Regions from separate parts of the Gossypium raimondii genome. Here region 1 is linked to region 2. Evidence: chromatin contacts called from public Hi-C data. All regions are on one chromosome and are shown on one strand. The core of a region is the stretch at or near the end of the contact, and the rest is flanking DNA. Distances in the headings are between cores, read along the strand shown.

Region 1 (4,305 bases), core at 468-2,967, 140 kb after region 2:
AAAGCGCCGGTAAAGGTTTTAGCGGCGTTTGTGGTAAAAGCGCTGCTAAAGGTCATGGTCTTTAGCGGCGTTTGTGGGAAAAGCGCCGCTAAAGGTCATGGTCTTTAGCGATGTTTGTCGAAAAAGCGCCGCTAAAGGTCCTGGTCTTTAGCGGCATTTTTTAAAGAAAAAGCCACTAAAGTTAGCGACGCGTTCTTTAGCGGCGTTTTTTCTGGCGCTTCTCAAAGCGCCGCAAATACTTTTAGCGACGCTAAAAAGCGCCGCTAAAGGCCTAAAAAAGCGCCGCTAAAAACCTATTTTGGTGTAGTGTTTGTAAGTATTAAAAAAAATTCATTTCTTAGAATTCAAATTTAAAAATTAATTTCTCAAATTTACCTTATATTCAAAAACACTTTTAATTTGTTATATCAAAATCTTTTATCAAATAAAGTTTAGTTTAACATTTAGTTTCTGGAATAGTGATCTGATAAGTTTAACTATCCATATTTTAGCTCAAAACAATCTTGAAGGTCCCCGTGATAAGGTCAAAGGTCCTGTTGTTTAAACTTGCTGCATTTTCTGGTGAGTTCCTTTTTGCTTCCATATGTGTGTAATGCTTTTGTTTATACCTTGTGTGAGGTAAGTATTCATACTCTGAAGGGATGAAATGTCTGTACATGAAAGGTGGTCATTCGGAGTTGTGAGTCTAGTGCTGGTAGGTCGGTATTAAAGAGTAAGAACTAAAGGTGATCATGGGTCGGGCCGGGTCAGGTTTGGATTGGATTGGGCCCAAGTAAAAAATTTAGGCCCATTTTCTAGGCACGGGCTCGGCCCAAAAAATGGGCCTAAAAATTTTTCCTAACACGGCCTAGATAAAAATACTAAAACCCAGGCCTGACCCATCTCGCCCATATTAAAATTTTTTATATTATATTATATTATATTTACATAATTTTTAAATATATAATACATCAAAAATACTAAAAACATTAAAATAAATATTTCCGAACAAACTGAAATTAAATTTTAAAAAATATGTATACTTAAATAATATTAAAATAGATGCAACTTAACAAGAAAATTTCTCTAAAATAAAAAAAATTAACAATAAAACAAGTTTTATACAATATCCAAAAAATAACAACATAATAGTGAAATGGTAGCAAAATAGGAAAAAAGAAGAAAATATCATTAATATAATAATAATAATAATAATAATAATAAAATAGCAGATTTTTTTGTCATTTAGTGAATTTGGGCTGCACCGGGCTCGGGCCAAAAATATCTTACCAGAGGCCCGACCCGTTTTTAAAGCGGGCCTTATTTTTTTGCCTAAGCCCATTTTTGAGCCTATATTTTTGGCCAAACCCTCCCATTTTTCGGGCAGGCCTTCAGGTCGGGCCGAGTGGCCTATCTTATGAGCAAGTCTAATAAGAACCCTCCTTCGTGCTTAAGCCACTACCCACTCTTCTGACAAGAATGATATGGCCTAAAAAAAATGGAAATAAACTCATGGCGATGCCTTCAATGGAATAAGTATTGAACTAACAGATCGCGATACATGAAAATGGTCATGTAGCCTCTAGTAGGGCAAGAGTCTGTTGCAAACCAAATTGACAAAACATGACAAAGGAATATGAATGAAGTAAATGAAATTACTACGAAAAAGGACCTGGGTACATAGCTAACATGAAGAGGGTGGTCTGTAAGGTCAAATGGGCGCAATGTATACGCTAAAGGAATAGTAAATTGGCATATAATATATCTATGATTGGTACTCGTCAACTGGCGAACTCTGTGACTGTGTTTGAGTTCAAAGAAATTGCTTGAATTGTTAATGACTATTGGAATGTTTTCTTTTGAAACTCATTATGTTCTTTTGAACTTACCTAGTTACCTTTCCTTCTCAAGCTTGTTACCGAAGTAAAGGAAGTGCTTGGACTACGCCAGAGGACGATTGTTATCATGAGATTTCTAATGTTTTATATTATGCATGACATGAGGTGATTTCAAGGTGTTTAATTTTGAAGAATGAAGTTATATTCAAACGTATGATTACGAAACTGAAGTTTAATGAAAATATATTCAAGTATTTATTATTTTAAAGTGTACTATTTTATTTAGTCTTGAACGGCAAATGATTTAATTTTTTTTGCACCAAAAATATTCTAAAATTAAGGATTTTAACATAGTGATACGTCATTCTTGGATCCTCCTTAATAATCGGGTTTGAAAGTTACATGAATAATAATGATTCTCTACAAAGAAAATACGAAGATGAATAGTAAAAATTTTATGCAAAGAAAAGACCAAGATGAATAGTAAGGATTATCTACAAATATTCTCTCAAAAAATATACAATACGAAGATACATAATAAAATTTCCTGCAAAAGTTGTGTTATGATAATAATCAGAAAAATAGCAATTTTATAGGCAAAAGAAAATATTTGTAATAATGTAAAGGATCAAATTCCAATAAAAACATTGTAAAAAGTAAAAGTCCCTATAAAAGACAATAAAAGATCAGAGATTCTCTTGAACGCCCAAAATTTTCAAAAATTCAAGTTTTTTCCTAGAAATTTAAATTTTCAAAATATTAAATTTTAAATTTAAATAAAATATTACCTCCATCCATCCTTTAATTTTTTACTTACATCCACCCTTAGATCTTTGAGACTCATTTGGGAGCAAAAATACAAAACCAAGGCTGAATTTGTTTTTTTTTTTTAATATTTCATCTTTTACTTCCATTTTAAAAATTAATTTTCTAGTTGTTGATTTTTTTAAAATGAAAACAATTTTTTTTTTGTTTTGTTTTAAAATTTTAAACCCTTTGTACGGAGCCTAATTTTCCAAAAGAAAAAAACGAACGCCCATGTATTAGGCAAATAAAAAATTTCAAATTAACGTACCGGTTTATATATGCATAAGTTTATAGAGTAGGAATGATGTTGAAAATAATCAGAATGCACCATTTATTTAACAGAATACCTAAAATTCGTGTGTGCTTGTTAAAATTACGATCCTCATGAGGTTCCTCACATCTTCAACACTTGGGTGCCTAGCTAATATACAGGGCTTCAAATCATAAATAAAGTTAAAGACATAAGCTGATTTACATACTCTCCTCCACTTTTGAATATATGAACTTTTCTGCTTTTTCAGTATCTTTTCTTCTCAATCACCCAACTGCTTGCTTCAGATGTCTAACTCCAAGGATATTGAAAATGGCTTCAGAAGGGGCAAAACATCCAACACAAACGTATCTGGAAACACTCCATTTGACCCCACATTAGACATTCATGAATTACATCTACTACAGTTGCCAGGTTACTGAGTACATCCAACATCGAAGTAAACATATCTACAACACGAATGTAGATAATGGAACCATGCAAGAAATTCTCAACCTCTTGGTTTACCTTCGACACAAAACCACTTTCACTTGATGCATAGCCGGTACTTACTTGGAAGCAGAACTTGCAGCACATGAAGCTTGGGCACTGGTCTCAGTCAAAGGAGTTTCTACACCAGCATCTACAATCTGGTGGTTATTTGATTCTGGATTAGACCCATCTTCCAAAATGCTTGATACAGTAGGACTGGCAATATTATCTCTGGTTTCTACAGGCTCTATCGTGCGCAAGACTGTTGCATTGCTGCCATCATTAACCTCTCCCCTAATTTCAAAACCCAGACCTGCCATGGAAGTGTTGCGAGAGAAAAATCTCTCCTTCCAACCCCTTGTACTCTTTGAAATTGACTCTCTGTACCTTAAAATGATCCATATTTCAAAAGACAAGTGCAAGTCTATAATAAATTATGTAAAATTAAAACATCAAAATATCACCCATGTTAAAACCTCAAATATTTCCTACGGCCAGTACCTCATTGAAACAGCATTAAACCGTGATTTCAATGATTCTGAAAATGACTGGAAATCCGAAGGTCCAGCTCGATCTTGACTATTAGGAGAAGACTGATTAGGAGACCTCCTGCAACAAAAGAATATGGTACTGTGATTGACATGACGGTAGGTTGAAAATTGTGTTGTTTACCTAAGAGAACTACCTAATAACAGATATATAAGGATAATCAAGGTAGAAAAAAGTAATTACCTATTGTTAACGGGAACGGAATTCCCTTGACCATTGACAAAAATTACATTGGAGCGAGATGCAGAGGCAGACTGCTGATCAGCTTGGGCAGAAGTTTCAGGAGTAATTGATACCAAAGATTCTTCCCCCACAGTTCTTGAAGGCGAGGATGGAGTGCCAACAGTGATTGTAGGGGCTGGTTGAACTTCTCCTTGAGTTGCAACTAGT
Region 2 (4,415 bases), core at 207-2,706:
TTGGGAGCAGTATCTTGGGCTGGAGCACTCTGACAATGCTCCAAAAAGAGCTTATGCTGCTAATCAGGTAATAACCCTTTATTAAAAGTATTCCCAAAGTTTCAGCAGAAATCAGTTGATAAGAAACATACCCTAAGGATAAAGATATTCTTTAAGGCTACGATTAATCTATCTGCTTTTTCCAAGTCCGAAAATGACTGGCCTTTGGCGATGCCCGGAATAGTAGACTCTAATAAAATCACGCTTCTTTGCAGAACCGGCACACCTTTGAGAAGCCTGTTAAAATATACAATTAGGGACTATTTTAGATTTTACCTCCCTTTGGTGACATTGCACAAAAGAGTGGCACTCTACATGAACAAAAAGCAAATGACAATGTGAGGCAACAAGTTAGCACTGAAATGGCATCTGTGACCTTTGCTTGTTGATTTGTTGGATAAATGTAATTCTTTCGGTAGTGTCGATTTGAAGGACTACTTCCTTTTACGTAATCAAAGTGTGCATCTGCAAATGACAATTACGATCCGCTGAGATTTTTGCTACTACTTTCCGTCTTTAAATCGAGGTTGGTTGGTTGGTTCAATCTTCAATCAAAACGTAAATGGGGGCAAGTTGCCTGTGTAATTTGTCAGTACATAAACAAGATTTTGATTATAAGTGAATTTATGTATACACAGTATAGTTGGGAGAAGGTTGTGATTTTTGCCATTCCCTTTGGTTGGTTGCCCTGATTTTGTCCATGTAGATCATCTGATGCATTTAGCATTAGCTGCTGCCCTTTGTAATGGTTGATTGCCATTCTTTTTCAAGCCTATTATTATGGCTTATTATTATTATATCTAAAGATTCTCTTCATATTTGCGCTACTTTCGCCCAACTCTGAAATCCCAATCTCAATCTCAATCATTACTGATTTCTTTTTATAGTGAACTTGTTTTTATATGGTTACAAATCTGAGTTTGGTATTATGATTCGGAGTAATCCAAAGTAAATCAAATTTATTCATAATAATGGGATATATTTTATTTTCCATTTTCTTGTTTCTCTTGAGAAATATTTTCCACTCTGTCGAAGCAATTACCTATTTTGTTATAAAGATATTCAATTTAGGTACTGCTTTTTTTTTCCGCCTACCCATTGTAGGCCTTGTCATGGTGATATTATTTTTTTATGGTCCATGTTCATGGTTGTTTTTTTTAATAATGTTATTTTCGAAGTTTATGATAAATTGTAATTTTAAATCTTTTATAAACTCTAAGGTGTGTGGTATGTGGAACTTTTTAGTGGTAGAATTAGAAAGCTTGTTTACTAACAAAACTGTTTTATACCTATAACCACTTGCTTTTATGTTATCATATTTTGTTTCCGAAGGTTGTTGATTAGGGACTCTAATTCTTTTACTGTAATTGTATAACTGGTGATTGACCACTGAATTAAACTGATTATTGATGGCCAATTCACGACTTAACTGTTTCAATATCTCCATGCCTACCTGCATGCTTAAGTTCAGATTCACTTTGTGGATGCCTGTCATCCAAGTAAATTCTCGATTAATAAAAAACGAATAGGGAAAATGACAAAAGATTAGATATATACATAGGATAAGGTGGAGATATTATATTACCTTTTTTCCTTACTGATTTTTAGTAGTATAGTGGACCTTATCTCCTCTCTTTTCCTTTTTTGTGCAGGATGTGACTTGACTTCAATCATAATTGTATTAACATGGTACATGAGCTCGGTAACTGCAGGACCAATTTTCCCTCACCTCACCTCCTATGTTGTTCCCACTTCTCACTCACTTTAGCCATATTGGTTTTTCTCCCCGATTGAAATTCAGTTTCAACTATCAACCTTTACTTTGTTTCAATGATTGCTTATTATCAGTTGTCTTTTATATCTATTAACATTTGTTTAAAGAGAAGATGGGCAAAAATTAAACAAACATGCAAAAAAAAAAAAAGGAAAAAGGAATTTGGAACTTTTATGGTACAATCATTTTTTTGGGTGTTGTTTCAACATTTGGGGTTTCAATTTAAATCCGCTAGGCAAGCCAAAGTTAGAAAATCATTATAGGGAATAAAATTGAAATAAAATTTTTTGGGTAAAAATTCAATACCGTTATATTAATTTATAGTTTTATAAGGATTTAACTGCAATTTATTATTCTTTTTAAGATCAAGGCCAGGCTGTTCTAGATTTACGGTTGCCGCAAGATATCTGTTCTTAAAATATTCGATAAGCTATATATCTTTTCTTAAGAATAGTGACATAAGTATCAAAGCTCGGAAAGTACATTTTATGGCATTTGAACTGTGAACTTGAAACTGGGGAATTCTATTTTATAGCACTAGAAGTGTAACCACAAAATCTCAAACCTCATCTTCACTTCTCACAACCATTCTCTCCCCTTAAAATCTAGAAGCTTTAAACAAATAAAGTCGTTTTTGACTTATAAGTCATGATTCATGTCAATAGGTTCAGATAGTTGCTTGTCTTAATCATGACAAGTCAATGTTTCGTTAACATCAACTACATTGAAGCGGTCCAATTTGAAACACTGTCACGTGACATAATTGGATTGAGTTGTTGTCATTTAATTAAGTCGGTGAAATTTGGTTCCAATTTTTCTTAATTATTGTTGGTCTGGAATGTTAGTAAATCTCAACACTCGAACAAAATAGGAAAAGAATTATTAAATTTAAAATAGATTGAGAGAATAAAGTTTTATCATGATAGTTAAGATATTATTTTGAAGATATTAATTGTTTTCATATTATATTTTGGTATATAAAAGACTTACAAGTAAATAATTATTGAGGTTATAATGAAGTGCAACCATTAATTTTATTTCCATTGTTGAAACATATCATTATTCAGGAAAATTAAAAAGGGTAAAACTAATAATAAAAGTTTTAAGGAAAAATGATTGACGGGGTGTTGACTGTTGATGGAGCCTTAGGACGAGCAATGAAGAAGATTGGGAAGAGGTCGAATGAACCTCTGGATTTTGGTGATTCTATTGTGGATGGAGCGGGGATGTCAATTGGCTCAAGTGAGAAAACCACTGTGTCATGGAAAGACAAGTTATTAGGTACCTTTGGCGATATTGGCTCGTCGCAAAAGGATGAAAATTTCATCTTAAATGAAGGTGATGCCATGAAGGAAGTGGTTGATGGGATACCTTCGATTAAGTTTTCTGAACGGGTTCATGATTTTATTGCACAACGGACGTCCAAGACTGTGATTGTGAAGTTTCTTGGTCGGAAGATTTAGTACCATGCCATGCCAAATAAACTTTAGTCAATATGGAAAACGAAGCAATCCTTACAGATACTTTGTAACACCTCTAACCTGTTTTCGTTGCCGGAGTAGGATTACGGAGTATTACAATACAAAGCAGAACATTTATTATCAAATAGCATCAAATTTTCTAATTAATTGTCAAAATTTATATTATTATGTAATTTAAAGTGAAACATACACTCATGGGTCTAAAATCGGGTCTACGAGGCCTTAAAAATAGTTTAGAAATAATCGGGGACCAATTAGAAACAAATCAGAAGATTTAGTAAAAATATGAAAAATTTCAAAACAGGGGTCACACGGCCGTGTGATAGAGCCCAGGCCCTGTGGCTCAAAACATGGCCGTGTGGCTACTTCACACGCCTGTGTTCGCTAACCGTGTAACTAACTGTGCCCATGTAATATAAGGCCACATGGCCATGTAACTTTCTATGCCCGTGTGAACCAACCTGCACTGAATACAAATAAGGCACACGACCGTGTGTAACACACGTCCTTGTGACAGCTCGTGTCCCAGGTAGTGTGCATCCAAATTCAACCCAAAACTTGTCATTTTCACTCCCAAATGGTTAGGTACCTAAACATACCAAAAGCACATGCATACAAGCCCTCAAAACACATTAAAAAAATACTCAAAGCATGACAAACAATCAACCTAGGTGCCTAACCAATATGCCATCATTGACACCACAATTCAAATAATAATCCGTTTTCACTAGAATGTTGTCAATGAACGATATATGGATATAGGTGCACGGTTAACCGTTAGAAAACACACCAAACACTCATATGAGCCAATCCAACTGATAACACGCCTCGGCACTAAGTGCTTAGCCCGTAGGCTAACATTCGCCCTTGCTAACACGCCAAAAAATATTGTAATATAACACGATAGTCTGCAACAAATGCATGACTTTTATATATTCAGTGAACAAGAAATATATAGGAACCATAATCTCATCTCATATCAATCTCGTACAACGCGCATTATAACCTATTAGCCTGTCAATTGTACTCTATCCTACGCTTATCCTGCATAGGGGTACACATTACCAACCAACAGTATATACAAATCATATTTGTAATTTCCCTTACCTTAACATTGACTA

Evidence for each region. Hi-C and Micro-C count contacts between places; a contact is called where the count stands out from the background.
Region 1: a contact with region 2 is called in a Hi-C map of leaf, with 4 times the contacts expected there. The contact joins two enhancer-like sites. A contact is called at or near these places in 2 of 2 Hi-C or Micro-C datasets (both in leaf).

What each region holds. Positions count from the first base shown.
Region 1 is chr7:37,495,139-37,499,443 of ASM2569854v1, forward strand. LOC105793129 (E3 ubiquitin-protein ligase RHF2A) reads right to left here. Exons shown (of 8, transcript XM_052633476.1): 6 at 4,099-4,305; 7 at 3,868-3,975; 8 at 2,932-3,747. The coding sequence ends at 3,444. Among protein-coding and RNA genes, the nearest start is that of LOC105793129, 6.3 kb to the right of the region's middle. Within about 2 kb of position 1,718, the one cell type or tissue checked has open chromatin away from gene starts, as enhancers often do. A contact at or near this core is called in leaf, where this site is marked.
Region 2 is chr7:37,357,810-37,362,224 of ASM2569854v1, forward strand. LOC105793169 (ubiquitin C-terminal hydrolase 13) reads left to right here. Exons shown (of 32, transcript XM_012622097.2): 31 at 1-67; 32 at 255-866. The coding sequence ends at 296. Among protein-coding and RNA genes, the nearest start is that of LOC105793169, 16 kb to the left of the region's middle. Within about 2 kb of position 1,457, the one cell type or tissue checked has open chromatin away from gene starts, as enhancers often do. A contact at or near this core is called in leaf, where this site is marked.